Linked DNA regions of Mus musculus: region 1 is linked to region 2. The links are chromatin contacts, called in public HiChIP or PLAC-seq maps. All regions are on one chromosome and are shown on one strand. Each heading gives the region's core, a stretch centred on a gene start, on an enhancer-like site or on the middle of the called end of the contact. The rest is flanking DNA. Distances are from core to core; before and after follow the strand shown.

Evidence for each region. HiChIP or PLAC-seq counts read pairs in DNA pulled down with a chosen protein or histone mark.
Region 1: an H3K27ac HiChIP or PLAC-seq map of trophoblast stem cells shows a contact between it and region 2, with 4 times the contacts expected there. The contact joins two enhancer-like sites. A contact is called at or near these places in 11 of 39 promoter capture datasets (the 3T3-L1 cell line, 3T3-L1-derived adipocytes, the C10 cell line and 6 more), 1 of 484 Hi-C or Micro-C datasets (psoas muscle) and 5 of 115 datasets of contacts at active chromatin or transcription factors (the HL-1 cell line, embryonic stem cells, large pre-B cells and 2 more).

What each region holds. Positions count from the first base shown.
Region 1 is chr9:119,421,517-119,428,519 of GRCm38.p6, reverse strand. Acvr2b (activin receptor IIB) reads right to left here. Exons shown (of 11, transcript NM_001313757.1): 2 at 858-1,065; 3 at 444-553; 4 at 168-319; 5 at 1-95. Among named protein-coding and RNA genes, the nearest start is that of Exog, 20 kb to the left of the region's middle. Within about 2 kb of position 3,054, at least 102 of the 459 cell types and tissues checked have an H3K27ac peak or open chromatin away from gene starts, as enhancers often do. A contact at or near this core is called in trophoblast stem cells, where this site is marked.
Region 2 is chr9:119,075,387-119,082,390 of GRCm38.p6, reverse strand. Plcd1 (phospholipase C, delta 1) reads left to right here. Exons shown (of 15, transcript NM_019676.3): 3 at 1,241-1,469; 4 at 6,178-6,307; 5 at 6,396-6,627. Gm51697 (a long non-coding RNA gene) reads right to left here. Exons shown (of 2, transcript XR_003948272.1): 2 at 5,725-6,746. Among named protein-coding and RNA genes, the nearest start is that of Gm51697, 3.8 kb to the right of the region's middle. Within about 2 kb of position 1,965, at least 28 of the 459 cell types and tissues checked have an H3K27ac peak or open chromatin away from gene starts, as enhancers often do. A contact at or near this core is called in trophoblast stem cells, where this site is marked.

The DNA of each region.
Region 1 (7,003 bases), core at 1,805-4,304, 350 kb before region 2:
TTCCAAACGCAGCCAAAGCGGCCCCGAGCCTTGATCTCCAGCAGCTGTAGTGGCTTCAGGCCCACCAGAGGGGATGGGGGCGGAGGCCCCGGGTCCTGGAAAGGCAAGGGCTTAAAGGAGTCCGCACAGCCGTCCCTTCTCCCTGCCCAACGCTGGCACTGTCTCACCTCATGGATGTCCACATGGCCGTAGGGAGGCTTCCGATGACGATACATCCAGAAGGCCAGCAGGACGATGAGAGAGAGGCCTCCAATGGGCAGCAGCGAGTAGGCCAGCACCGTGAGCAGGGTGGGGGCTGTCGGGGGTGGCTCGTACGTGACTGGGGGACACATGGAGCCCTGTGTCACACAGCCCGCCCACTCTAACACTCCAGCCGGCCCTGCAAGCACTCCCCACTGGCTCCACAGTGCCACACTCAGACCCTCTTCCCACAGGCCCCTCACCTTCTGGGCCCCCAGGCTCCGGCAAGTGGGTGAAGCGCTCGTTGCAGAAGTTGCCTTCGCAGCAGCAGAAGTACACCTGGGGGTTCTCCTCGGTGGCCACACACTCCTGCCTGAGGGCCCAGGGTCCCCGTTACAAACTCCCCGGCAGGGACGGAAAGACTCTCCCCGGCCCCTCCCCCCAGGCAGCGCAGCTTCAGAAACATCAGCAGTTAGGGTGACCCCACGTCCCTTGAAGAGTGTGACTCAAGGCTGAGAGGGGCAGGCAGGCATGGAAATGCTGCCTGAGCTGAGGAGAGCAAACACCAGAACAGGGGCTTGGGATTCTGGGTAGTGCCTCCGAAGAGACCCTGAGATCAGTGGGTGGCCAAGTGCAGCGGGCTACGGCAGCGGGAACGCTCCCGCTCCCCTGTGTACCTGTCGTAGCAATTGAAGTCATCTAGCCAGCAGCCCTTCTTCACCAGCTCGATGGTGCCCGAGCTGTTGCGCCACGAGGCGTAGCAGTGCAGCCGCTTGTCCTGTTCCCCCTCGCAGCGCTCCAGGCCGCTCTGGTTGGTGCGCTCCAGCTCCCAGTTGGCGTTGTAGTAGATGCACTCCCGAGTCTCAGCCTCCCCTCGCCCGGAACCTGCGCCCGAGAGAAGAGAGGCTGAGCACGGTGAGGTGACTTGTAACCAGTCCTGGAGACGACGCCTGCTGAAGGTGCTTGGTGAAGATGCCAACCCACCCCTCTGCTCTCGATACTGGCCCCCTTACCACCCACACATCAACACCTTTTACGAAGACCAGGCTAGTGTTCCTCCATTCCCTGCCCACACCAACCTGGAAGCGGGACCTTCCTGGGACCTTCCTGCGCTCTTTCTCACCTGTGTTCACCAGGTACTGAAGAACAGCTACGCTTACAGGAAAAGGGTAAGCTCCCAGGGTCACCAAGGGTCACTTTTCTCAGACAGGAGGGCTAAGCTACGATTGCAGATGGTTGAACACACCAAACACTCATCACACCTTTGCCCACTTACTCCACCCCTACCCCTGCGCGTGCCCCTTTTTTGCCCCACTATGACCCCATGAACCTTTTAGATATAGGACGGGAAATAATACACAAATCCCAAAGGTATCCTGTTCCCTCGTGGGACATCCGGAGGGCGTGTGGCATTTATTACCTCGTTGACAACCTTATGCAGACACCCTAACGGGAAAGAGCGCTGACTTAGCCTTGCTGCACCTCAATCCACTGGCACCCAGCCTACTCCAATAACCCACCTGAGGCCAGAGGGGCATCAGGGAGGGGGCTCCCACCTGACCCGAGGTTGGCAGGGTGCCAACTGCTAACACTGCTTGGTTCCCCAGGGCCCATTGCAGACAGGAGGATCCTGACTGGCCGTTCTGGAAGAGGAACCCTCAAGACATGCTCACAAGATCTCACGGCGGCAGGCAAAAGCTCCTCCCAGGGAGGCCCCAACTGGGCAAGACGCCAGTCTTAGGGCTCCAGGTAGGACCCGGAAGGTCAGAATGCTACCCAGTCAGAATGGCAGAACCCAGCCTCAGCCCTAGCCATGCCAGGTCCTGTTGGCCTAGGCCCTGACACTTGTGGTGACAACCTGCCAGGTGGCTAGAACTCAGCCTGGCCCAGAAGGGTCTCGGTATCCAGAATGGGGCTCAGACAGGGTGTGCACCGGCTTCTCCCAACCAGGACCTTATTCAAGCACAAGGCTTTAGGTTGTGGATGAGACTCTAAGGGATGAGTATAGGCCGGAAACAAAGCCCGAGCCAGCGCCGGAAGCCAGGGTGGCACCTAGAGTGTCTACAAGCCCTGGCTACTTGTGGCAGGAGTGGGTAGTGGAGCTATGTGAAGCACCCCGTCCAGGGAGGACACAGCTCCTTCTCCCGCGGGAGGAAGCGAAAGCATGTGTGGAGCGCAAACACTCCTAAGTGTCCTCTGCAATTGCTTCCCAGATGCCCAGCTTCCCCCACAGGCCTGCAAGGCTGGCCCTGAGCTGCTGAGCACAGAACGGGTTCCTATGTAACAGATGGCGTGGACAGACTATGAGCAGAGGGGACAAGAAGGAGGGATGGCTTCAACACGAAGCAAGACCCCTGCTATAGATGCTGAGGATGGAACCTGGACTTTGTGTGTACTGTCCGCTCCACCTCTGACCTACACCCATGACTCAGGAGAGTGTCCACCTCCATTCAGACTACAATCAGCCCCTGGAGTCACAAGGGCAACAACAAACAGAGTAGACCTCAGCCTGGCCTAGCTCCAGGCCAGTGTCAGGCACCAGCCCCTCTGGCACAACCATAGGATCCCAGTGGAGAAGCCTGAGAAGGCAACATGAAGCCTCAGAGAGGACCCAACAGCTCACTGGAGCCACCGACCTCCCAGACCTGCCCAGAGCCGACCCTGCAGAGCAGCTTTGAGCTGGCCAGACTGCTGATGCCTCACAGCTGTGCGCCTGGGGCAAGTCACCTAGCCACTCTCTGAGAGGTGACTGACAGCACCTGCCTCCTAGGGTTGTAGCGATCCTTCCAGTCCAGGCCCCACACCAAGCCTGCCTGCAGCTCTGCATCCCATGTGACATTCCACACCCTTCCCACACCACACCCTGGCCACTGCCAGCTGGAGACCCAGGGGGCCTCCCGTTTCCTCTCTCCTCCCTGGCTCCATTTCTTCACACTCTCACACTGGCTATTTATAGCATATGGCAAAATTCCAACCACAAGGCCACAGAGCCCTTTAATAGATGAAGGCCTCCCGCCCACAGCCTAGCAGCCAGGTCAGGAGTCTCCCCAACTGGCCCTGCCTCCCCACCCTACACAGCTGCATTTCCATCAGTCCCCAGGACCACAACCAGGGTGGCTACAGAAGGGGAACCTACAGAAGAGAAAGGGTGGGCAAGGCTGGAGCATCACACACACACACACACACACACACACCCCGCACATATGCATGAACCCATATTGGCAGACTGGGAGGAAAGAACCCGTCAAGTAACTACAGTTTATCTTAGAATCCTTCACTGTGGGGCTAGTGGTTACAAGAACTTATTCTTTGGTTGAAAACAAATGGCTTTGGTTCCCAGCATCCACGTGGTGGCTCACAACCACCTGGAACTCTAGTTCCAGCGGCAATGCACACACTGTGTGCATGCACATTCATGCAAAATACCAACACCATAAAACAAGTTTCTTTTAAATCCTTACTCCAGAGAACCAAACCACTTTAATTCTACTTTTTGGCCTCATCTGTATTTATGTGTCACCTAGACTAACACCCACTTGTCACACCCCAGGCACTGTATGATGGAGAACCCCGAGTGAACCCCTAAGATGACAGAACTAAGTGAAGCAGAGGTTAAGGCTCTTTGCAGGCCACATCCTGAAGTTCCATGTTTCGGAGCCCAGGGACTGCCCAGTGTGACCTCACCTGGTTCACCGGCTGGACCCTCGGGTTATGTACAGCTGTCATGTGAGCAAAGCCATCACGCATGAAGCTTCTTGGTGAGCGTTTCCTCCCGTCCTGGGAATGCTGAGCCTAAGCAGCTTTGATTCAGTACATTCTTCCAAATCCTTCTCCAAAACAATCGACCCAGTTTCCGAGAGCAGCCCACCGAGGCACACCCTCAGCCGAGCTCCCCTGGGAACACTGGCCAGCCTTCCCACTTCCTGGCCAGGTACCTTCTCCTTATGCTGAGGGAAGTCTATGCTCATGGGTATCGCTGTGCAGTAACCATTTTTTGTTCATGCTATCAAAAGGCCAGGTGGTGGTGGTGCACGCCTTTAGTCCTGACACTCCCGCACTTGGGAGGCAGAGGCAGGCAGATTTCTGAGTTTGAGTTCCAGGACAGCCAGGGCTACACAGAGAAACCCTGTCTGTGGAGAAGGTGAGTATGTCTAGCTGGTGCTAACTTACCTAGAACATTTCTTGTGGCGTTTTCCCAATTTATCTTTTCCTTCCTACTTTCATTTCAAAGCTTTCTGCCCACTTGAGCTTTCTACAATTCAATCTAATGCTTCCTTAAAACCGGAGTCCTAACACATTCATGGTTAAACTCTATTCCAATCTCCATTTGTTCCTTGTTTTCTTTTCTTTCCTGCAGTTCTGTCGGCTGATCAAACACAGCACTTCATGCAAGCTAACCACTGAGCAACAGGGATTACCACCTGTGACCTGGAAGCTCAGGTTCCCTTCTGTCCCAGCATTAGCTAATCTGAAGTGTACCTGAGACTCTACATCTGCATTAATCTGCCTTTCCACCACCTCTCCCTGAAGCGTCTAGATTAATTCCATCACCTTTCGACTTTCATTAATATGAAATCCGCATGGGAATAAACTGTGAACAGATTATACTCAGTATTCAATATTTTTGCTGTCTGTATACATCTCTAAAACATTATTTGTGGTTTATACAGCCAAGGCTGCTTTTTTGCGGCTATAATGGGATCTTGGGACTAGGTATATTAGCTCCCTTTCTCGGGAGTTATTTTGGCTCATCATCTGTGGGGAGGAAGGAATCTGAGGGCAGAAATGTGAGGTGACCAGCAACACCGATGGATCGATCAGCAGGGGCAGGAGCTCAAGGCTGCTTGCTCGCTGGGGGGCTTCAGGAGGCAGGCTCGGGCTGCAAGCAGGGCTGGGCTTCAGGAGGCAGGCACGGGCTGCAAGCAGAGCTGGGCTATCAAACCTTAAGACCACCAGTGAGATGCCAAAGCTTTTATATTCAGGCTCCATTTTAGAGCACATGACCTAAGTTTAAACTTACGTAGACTAACAGGCTGGTATCTAGCATTAGTTTCCAAGTTGCCCCCCAACAGAACCTGAGCCTAGCTCTAGTCTCTAGGCTAATCCCCAACAAGAGCAGAGTTTCCAGGTTACACCCCCAACAAGACCAGTGTCTCCTGGTTATCCCCCCAACAAACCCGTACCCCAGGTTACAAGCCCCTTGCCTAACAACCACCAATGCAGAGGGGAGCAGAAGTTAAGTTTATGATAGGACTCCCAGCACCAGCCAACTGTGTTAAGGGCCATAGGAGCTTCCCAATTAGATGCTTGCACACATGCATTCCCTGATTGATGCTTACTATAAAGCCTTGCCCTGATAGACATTTGGGGCTCCCCCACTACCAAAACCATCCTACATGATGGTGATGTGCTGGAGGGGCCAGAGCTAGCTCAAATAAAATTAAAGACCCTGTTGTGAGTTTCATCAGATTGGCTCCTTTGTGTGTTTTGGGGGATCACTGACATTTCCCTGGCACAACACCAGCAGAGATCCACTTCTTCTAGCTAAGCCCTGACTGTCAAAGGCTCCAGAACCTCTGAAAACATCCGCAACTGATAGAAACAGTGTTCAGTCACATGAGCCCATAGGGACATCTCATAGGCAAACCATAACAAGGGTTCTCACTGTTTTGGGGTCCAAATGCTACTTTAGAGCCACGCTCGTCTTCCAGCCTCTACTGCTAATAAACCGTCCAGTGTTGGGGGAGGGGTGGCAATGGTGCTCTGTGCTGTTACAGCAGCAGCAACACACTCAAGTATCTGCATCCGCCACTTTTCACATCTCTGTGATCAAACACCTGACAACCGGTAACTTCAAAGAGAGAAGCAGGAGACAGAAACTCAGTCCTCAGCTAGGTCCCTCCTTTTCTCCATGGTTCAGCACCTGATCCAGGGTGGGTCATCCCTCTCTTCCAACCTCTCTGGAAATACCCTCAGACACTTCCAAATGTGGACCTCGCTAACAGCCCAGTCTAGCTAGCTGAGGGTGGAAATCAGCCATCACCCACCACCCCCTTTTCATATTGTCCTAGTTTGTCACTTGGTAATTCCTTAAGATCTCCCTTCCAACGCACTGTTTCTTCCTTTTACTGCGTCTAATCTGTGTATCTCTTCCACTTAAAATTTCTACTTAATTTTTTCTGTAGCTCTGGCTATCCTGAAACTCCCTATGTAGACCAACCTGGCCTTGAACTCATAGAGATCCTACTTTTGCCTGTCAAGAACAGTACCAGGCTTGTGTGTGTGTGTGTGTGTGTGTGTGTGTGTGTGTGTGTGCGCGCGCGCGCTAGGAAAAGAACTCAGGTGCTCTGGAAGAGGCAGGAATGTCCCTGACTGCTAGACCATCCCCTCAGCCATCATCATCCTAGGTTAATTTTACATTCTATTTTTTGGGTATCTCCGAATTCCTGTCTAACTTACTTTTTAAAGTTTACTCTATTTATTTGTTTGTTTATTTATTTTTAGTTTGTTTGTTCTGAGACAGGGTTTCTGTATAGCCCTGCCTATCTTGGAACTTGCTCTGCAGATCAGGCTAGCCTCTAACTCAGATTCACCTGTGTCTGTGAGGTGAAGTTGGAGGTTGTTCAAGGGGATTGTTTGCAGTTTGTTAGTAGTCATGCTCAAGAAAAAAAATCTCAGTCTCTCTCTCCTCTATACTTCTCTCTCTCCTGTCTAGTGATGGGGGTGGGGGGACAGGATGAGGGGAATAAAGGGTATGAAAAAAACCCCACAAGGTAGCAAAGACCAATCAGGCAGGCGAGTATAGGTGACTGAGGCCAGAGGC
Region 2 (7,004 bases), core at 716-3,215:
GCTCCACGGCCCAGGCTTCCTGTTTTCATTCCTGGCCCAGCAGGGTCCAGCTGCCTAGTGTGGGGCAAAGACGGATTAGCCAGGGATACGTTCTGCATCCCAGATGGTGCAGGGGTCCCTCTTTTCAGAGCTTATGACCCAGTCAAGGCACGTGGTACACGTGTAGTCCTGAGGGTGGCTGGGAGGCCCCGGGGACTCAGGGTAAGAGCGGTTTGGGGAGGATTCAGACTGAATGGATGAGAAAGGCTGAAGAAGGATGTGACAGGGGTAGTCCTGCTGTGGGGAGGCTGGCTCTCAGCCAGGCTGTGGGGGATACATTGGGATGGCAGCATAGAAGATCTTGTTTGTCCCCAGCTTGGAAGACTGGCTTGATGGGAAGGCTCTCCCAGCTTCCTAAGGGCAGTGATGTAATCTCCTAGACCCCCAGGAATAGCATAGTAAACCGGCTATGGGCTATGTCTAACCTGCTAGGGTGGCCTTGTCTGTCCCTTACTGCTGAGCCCCCTAGGTCTAGGATGCCTCAGAGTACAGTAGCTCTAACGCAGAACTCAGCCTTTCCGGAAGCTGAGACAGGTCCACGAGGACAGAACCCTGCCTCCGTCTCCCTGTCCTGCCCAGCTCTCTCAGAGACGCAGACTGGCTTCTGTCTGCCTCTTGGGACCCTGGAAGGTGGGGTCTTTCTCTGCCCTTCTGCCAAAGGGCTCCCTGAAGTCAGAACTCATGCAGTCACACGCAGGGTAAACACACCGCGTTTCTATCTGGCTTTGGGATTCTGTCGCTTGACCCCAGAGCCAGGACTGTCCAAAGTGGGACAGTAGAGGGACCTGAAGATGGTGATAGCTATGGGGACTCAAAGACTAGTGTGGTCTGGAGGGTGCATGACCTCTTCCTATCGCAGGTGCCAGATCACAGCAGGCTTCTCCTGCTACCTGGTCCCTTCATTTCTGTGACCATGGACCTGGTCCTTGCTGCTTCTCCTAGCCTAAGATCTCTGCCTCTGTGTCTCCCTGTATTGCTCCCACTCTGCCCACTGCTGGCTGCCCTGTGCCCTGCCTGTAAAGTGTTTCCGTTCTTCTTCTCTCCCACCATCCTGACCTCCTGTCCTTCTCCCTGGACCCACGCTCTGAGCCCCCAGTCTGGCTGTGGCACTAGGCCGTGCTCTTCTCCTTGTGGCCTTGGCTGTGCCAGAGGCAGTCATTTCCCCCACAGCCTGTTCATCTGACCCATCCCCTCTTCGCAGTCTCCATCGAGGACATTCAGGAGGTGCGGATGGGACACCGCACAGAAGGCCTGGAGAAATTTGCCAGAGACATACCCGAGGACCGATGCTTCTCCATCGTCTTCAAGGACCAGCGCAATACCCTAGACCTCATCGCCCCGTCTCCAGCTGACGTCCAGCATTGGGTGCAGGGCCTGCGCAAGATCATCGACCGCTCGGGCTCCATGGACCAGCGGCAGAAGCTGCAGCAGTATCCTCCTGGGGGCAGTGGGTCCCGGTCGTGCGTGGGATGTGCTATCTATGGTCAGTTGTGCTTCGGTAACAAAATGCCAGGGTGTGTTGGATCCTACGCTGGTTGCTATGATACTAGGCAAAAACAAGTCAGGAGAAGAGGGCTTTATTTTATGTTTTAGGAGAATGTGGTCCACCGTGCAGGAAAGGCCTACAGTAGAAACTCGGGTGGCTGGTTACATCGTCAGGAAGCACAGAGAAAGGGGCGAACGAACACTAAGGTGCAGCTCACATCCTTCTTACTCAACCTGAGACTCCAGGGAATGGAGTGAACCTCATTTCTTTCCTCATTTAATCTCCTGACACTCCCTCAAAGACACACCCAACTGGGCACTGCAGGGACTGACTGGCTGGCTTGCCCAACACTAGTGTGTTTCTTCAGGTACTAGCATGGCTGGTTCTGGGGAGGGCCCTCTCCCTTGTTTGCAGGCTGCTGCGTTTTCTCTCTCTGACCTCTCATGAAGAGAGAAAGCTCTCCTTTATAGGCACTAAACCTTTGGTCCGGGCCACACCTTCATGTCCTCATCTAACTCAAATTACCTTCCAAAGGCTCCTACCTTGGAAATCATAGTACAGGGGGGGGAGGTTGCTGTTTCAACCGTGCATTCTAGGAATTCTTGTTTTAACCCAGGGCAGAAGGGAGAGTACAGAGGATCTTCTGACCCAAGGTCAACAGCTGTGTCTCTCTGTGAGCAGTGTGGAGATAGGCACCTGGGAAGTGGGGTGTGGCAGGTTGGGAGAGAGGTGGGGTGATGTAGTCATGTTTTTCAGGGTTACTGCCCTCAAGGACTTGGAAGGCCATGGCACTCTCCTGAGCCATGTCTTGGGGGGCAATACTGGGACCCCAGGGTTCAGATCTGCCTTCAGGCTGAAGACAGTAACTTGTGAAACTTGTGAATCCGTCCTATTCACTGATTGCTTCAGCGTGAGATTGGGCCGGGGCCAGCTCTCATTTTTGCTTTATTTGCCTGAGACAGGTTCTGGGCTGGAACTTGCGATCCTTCTGCCTCCTGAGTGTAGGGATCACAGCCTTTCCCATCATGCCCTGCAGTGTCGCCTTTTATGACAGCTTTATAAAGGGATAATCCACATACCATAAAATTAACCCCTGTGTCGAACCTAGGGCTGGGGCAATGGTTCAGTCAGTAAAGGACTTGCCATGTAAACATAGGGACCTGAGTTTGAGCCCAGCACACACGTGAAAGCCCTGATGTTAGAGCATCATCGCCCTCTCCCGCCCCCCCACAACCCCACCATTAGTGGCTCTTTCATATTTCCCCCTAAGTCAGGCCAAGATAGCCCCCATATGCTCCCTGTGACGCAGAGTCCTGCAGCCTCTCCCGAATGGCTTCTTGTTCCTAGTGTGTGCCGGCACTCATCCACTCTGTACTGAGGCTCTGTACTCCATTTCTTCCGGCGCCCTAACAGTATCCCACCATATGGACACACCCTTCCATAACTCATCCGGGACTGGGGCTGTGAGTCCATTCCACTCTCGGACTCTCGTCTGTGGTGAAAACTCAAAACTACATTCTGTGTGGAGCGTGTGTTCTCATCTCTCTTGGGTGCACACTAGGAGGAAAACTGCTAGGTTATTTAGTAACATTTACGGCTAACTTTTTTTTTTTAAATAAGATTTTATTTTTATCATTTTATTCTAAGTGTATGTGTGTTTTGCCTGCGTGTGTGGCCGGTGTACCATGTCCATGCCTGGTGCCAGAGGAGACCAGAGACAGGTGTTAGATCCCTTGAGACTGGAGTTGCATGCTGTTGTGAGCCGTCACGTGTGTGCTTGGGATAGAACCCTGGTTCCTCTGGGGAAGCAGCCGGTGCTCTGAACCACTGAGCCATTTCTCCAGCCCCTTGTTCTAGTTCTAAGTATGTGTCTGTGCCTGTGTGTGCATTGTGTGTGCATATTATGTTCATGCGTGTGCAGTGTCTGCAGAGGTCAGCGGAGGACACTGGATCACCTGGAGTACAGTTAGGAGCCACTGTGAACAGCCCCATGTAGGTGCTGAGAATTGAATTCTAGTCCTCTAAGCCATCTCTCCACAACCCTCCCTGTGCTTGGCTTTTTGAAAACCTGCCAAATCATTTTCCAAAGTGGTTCTAACTATTTAGATTCCCACAGTAATGTAGGGGGTTTCCATTTTTGCACCAATCACTGGCTCTTAGGTTTCTCTTTGGTTATAGATGCTCTTCCTGACTGAGAGGTAAATCTTTGGTTCATCTTCTGCTCGCTTTTGTGTGTGCTATGAGATGGAAAATCTAGTTTCTCTTTGCATTTGGGTATGCAGTCTTTCCAGTACAACTCACTTTGTAGACCAGGCTGGCCTCGAACTCAGAAATCCACCTGCCTCTGCCTCCCAAGTGCTGGGATCAAAGGCGTGCGCCACCGCCGCCCGGCTAAGATTTCTTTTATTTTATGTAAGTACATTGTCACTGTCTTCAGACCCATCAGAGGAGGGCATCGGATCCCATTGCAGATGGTTGTGAGCCACCATGTGGGAATTGAACTCAGGACCTCTGGAAGAGTCGTCAGTGCTCTTAACCTCTGAGCCATCTCTCCAGCCCATGACTTATTTTTTTTATAATCATTTTTATTACATTAGTTATTTATTGTGTGTCTTTGCATACTTGTCCCTCGTGTGTGTGTGTGTGTGTGTGTGTGTGTGTGTGTGTGTGTGTGTGTGTGTAGGTCAGAGGATAACTTGTGGGAGTTGGTTCTCTCTTATCTTATGGGTCCTGGGGATTAAACCCGGTTGTCAGGGACCCATGCTTGCTGTGCCAGCCCATGGGCCTGAAAATGTGTTATCCTGTTGAGCATTCCTGTTGAACTGTCACTGGCTGTGAACATGAGGATTTACTCTGGACTTAGTTCTGTGCATTCGTCCATCTGTCTGTCTTTCCATGCAGTATCCCTGCCCTCTCTTATCTCCCGTAACTTCGTAGTTAGCTTCATAATCAGCAAGTGTGAGTTGTCCACATCTGTTCTTTGTTTTGCAAGGTTGGTTTGGCCAGTCTGGGTCCTGTGCCTTCCCACATGTATTTTAAGGTCAGTTTGGGTTAATTTCTTGAAAAGAAGTCAACATCATTTGATAGGATTGTACATTAATCTGGAGACTTTTCAGCATGAAAATGTCTTTCAATCCATGGGCAAGGTCAGATGTCTTTACATTTGATTATTCCTTTTTCCACTCGTTGAAGATTTGCGTGTGTGTGTGTGTGTTGTGTGTGTGTGTCCACAAGCGTGTAGTGCCTGCAGAGGCCTAGAGCTGGGGTTATAGGTGGTTGCAAGCCATCTGATGAGGACACAGGATCTTAGGTCTGATCCTCTGCAAGAACAGCAAACAGTCTTGTGTGCTGACCCATCTCTCCAGCCCCTAGTCTTTTGCCATTTCTTTTAATAATGTTTTGTGGCTCTCAGAATTTTAAGTTTTATACTTTTAAAATTTCTTCAAATAATCTTAATAATTTTGGTACTATTATAAATTGTGCAGTTCTGGCTATCCTGGAACTCACTCTGTAGACCAGGCTGTCCTGGAATTCAGAAATCCACCTGTCTCTGTCTCCCAAGTCCTGGGATTAAAGGTACCACTGCCTGGCACTTCTTAGGTTTTTGTTGTTGTTTGGTTTTGCTTATCCGTTTTGAGACAGAATCTCAGGTAGCTCAGGTTACCCTGGCACTGGCTGTGTGGCTAAGGATGACCTAGAACTCCCGATTGTTCTGCGACAACCTCCTTCCTGGGTGCTGAGATTACAGGATGTACAGGCCTGGCCTGGGGCTTAGACTTTTTTTTAAAGTTATGTAACCTCTCTTATGCTGCCTGTGCTGTTGTTTCATGTGTGATTAAACTCTAATGTCTTTTTTTTTAAACACACGCCCATGAGGTTCATCCTCTTGTCTGACTCAGTGCTCTGTGAGAGTTAGAAGCACTGTCCACCCCGTCAGTTCCTCAGCGTCTGAACGGAGAACGTGGGGTGGGGTGTGTGCGCGCATGCGCATTTGCAAGCATGGGGGCTGAGACGTCCCTGGACAGGATGACTTGATCCAGGTTTGAGTTTGCATGGGATTTCTCCACTTTCGTTTCCAGCCTCAGGTACCAGAGGCATGCTGGCTGAAGGTCTGAGAAACCCAGGCTGTCATCAGCACCGTGGGAGGTGATCAGGCGGGGCAGTTACTGCCTGGGTTCCTTTTCAGTAGTCTAAATGTCCTCAGTGAACCTTTTTTATAGTAAATATTTTCAAACATCATCAGGTTTCATAATGAACAAACAGAAAAAAGTCCCTTAGCTGGGTCTGATGGTGCAATCCTGTAATCCTAGCTACTCGAGAAGATGAGACAGAGGGATCACCATTTCAAGGCCTAACGGGACTATGGAGCAAGTTTACGGGTTGGTGTAGGTCATTTGACTTAAAATACAAAGTAAATGCAGGGCTGCAGTAGAGTGCGGGACCCTGCTCGGTCCCTAGCACCAAACAAACAAACAAACCAACAAGCAAGAAAAGCAAGGGAAAGGAGGGGAAAGACCCATCCATAGTAAGGAAGGCCTCCCGGTCCTCGGCCCCTGCTTTGTGGTCACGTGACCACGGGCAACCGCGACTTCCCGTGGCTGGGATCTTGGTGGGCATCGGGCTGCTGTGTGTTTTCCTGACTGCTCGCCCAGCTGGATTCACTCCTGCTTGCGAAAGGCTGATAAAAACAAGGATAACAAGATGAACTTCAAGGAGGTGAAGGACTTCCTGAAGGAGCTCAACGTACAGGTGGATGACAGCTACGCCAGGAAGATCTTCAGGGTGAGCTTGGCTCGGTGTGGCTATAGGGCCGTGGGCCTGGCCCGAGGCCAGCTCTGAGCCCTGCCCATGGGCTGTGCTGGGTTTGCAGGAATGTGACCACTCCCAGACAGACTCGCTGGAGGATGAGGAGATTGAGACCTTCTACAGGATGCTGACCCAGCGGGCAGAGATCGACCGTGCCTTTGCAGAGGCCGCAGGTTCTGCGGAGACCCTGTCGGTGGAGAAGCTAGTGACGTTCCTGCAGCATCAGCAGCGGGAGGAGGAGGCGGGGCCAGCCTTGGCCCTCTCTCTCATTGAGCGCTACGAGCCCAGTGAGACTGGTGAGGGCCCAACAGTCACAGAGCCAATGGCTGGGAGACTGATGGAACAGCAGACAGACAGACAGACAGTCGTGCTTCAGGGAGCCAGCCCCAGGGTTGCTGACCAGTGTGTGGCTATCCTGTGTAAGCAGGCAGATAGGAGAAAGAGATCAGTATCTACCCTGTCTGGGCCTCATCTTCCTCCTGTCCCTTCCTCAATGGGCATTGAGCATTCCTGCCCCGAGACATAGAAAGAAGTGCTGACAAAGCCAAGGTTATTTCTACTTCCTTCTTCGTTAGACACAGCGTCGATCCAGCTTTGACACATGACAGAGAGAAGAAGAGGCCTGCTCAACACTTCCAGCCTGCTTAGTTTAGTGAGACCCAGTCTCAAAGTA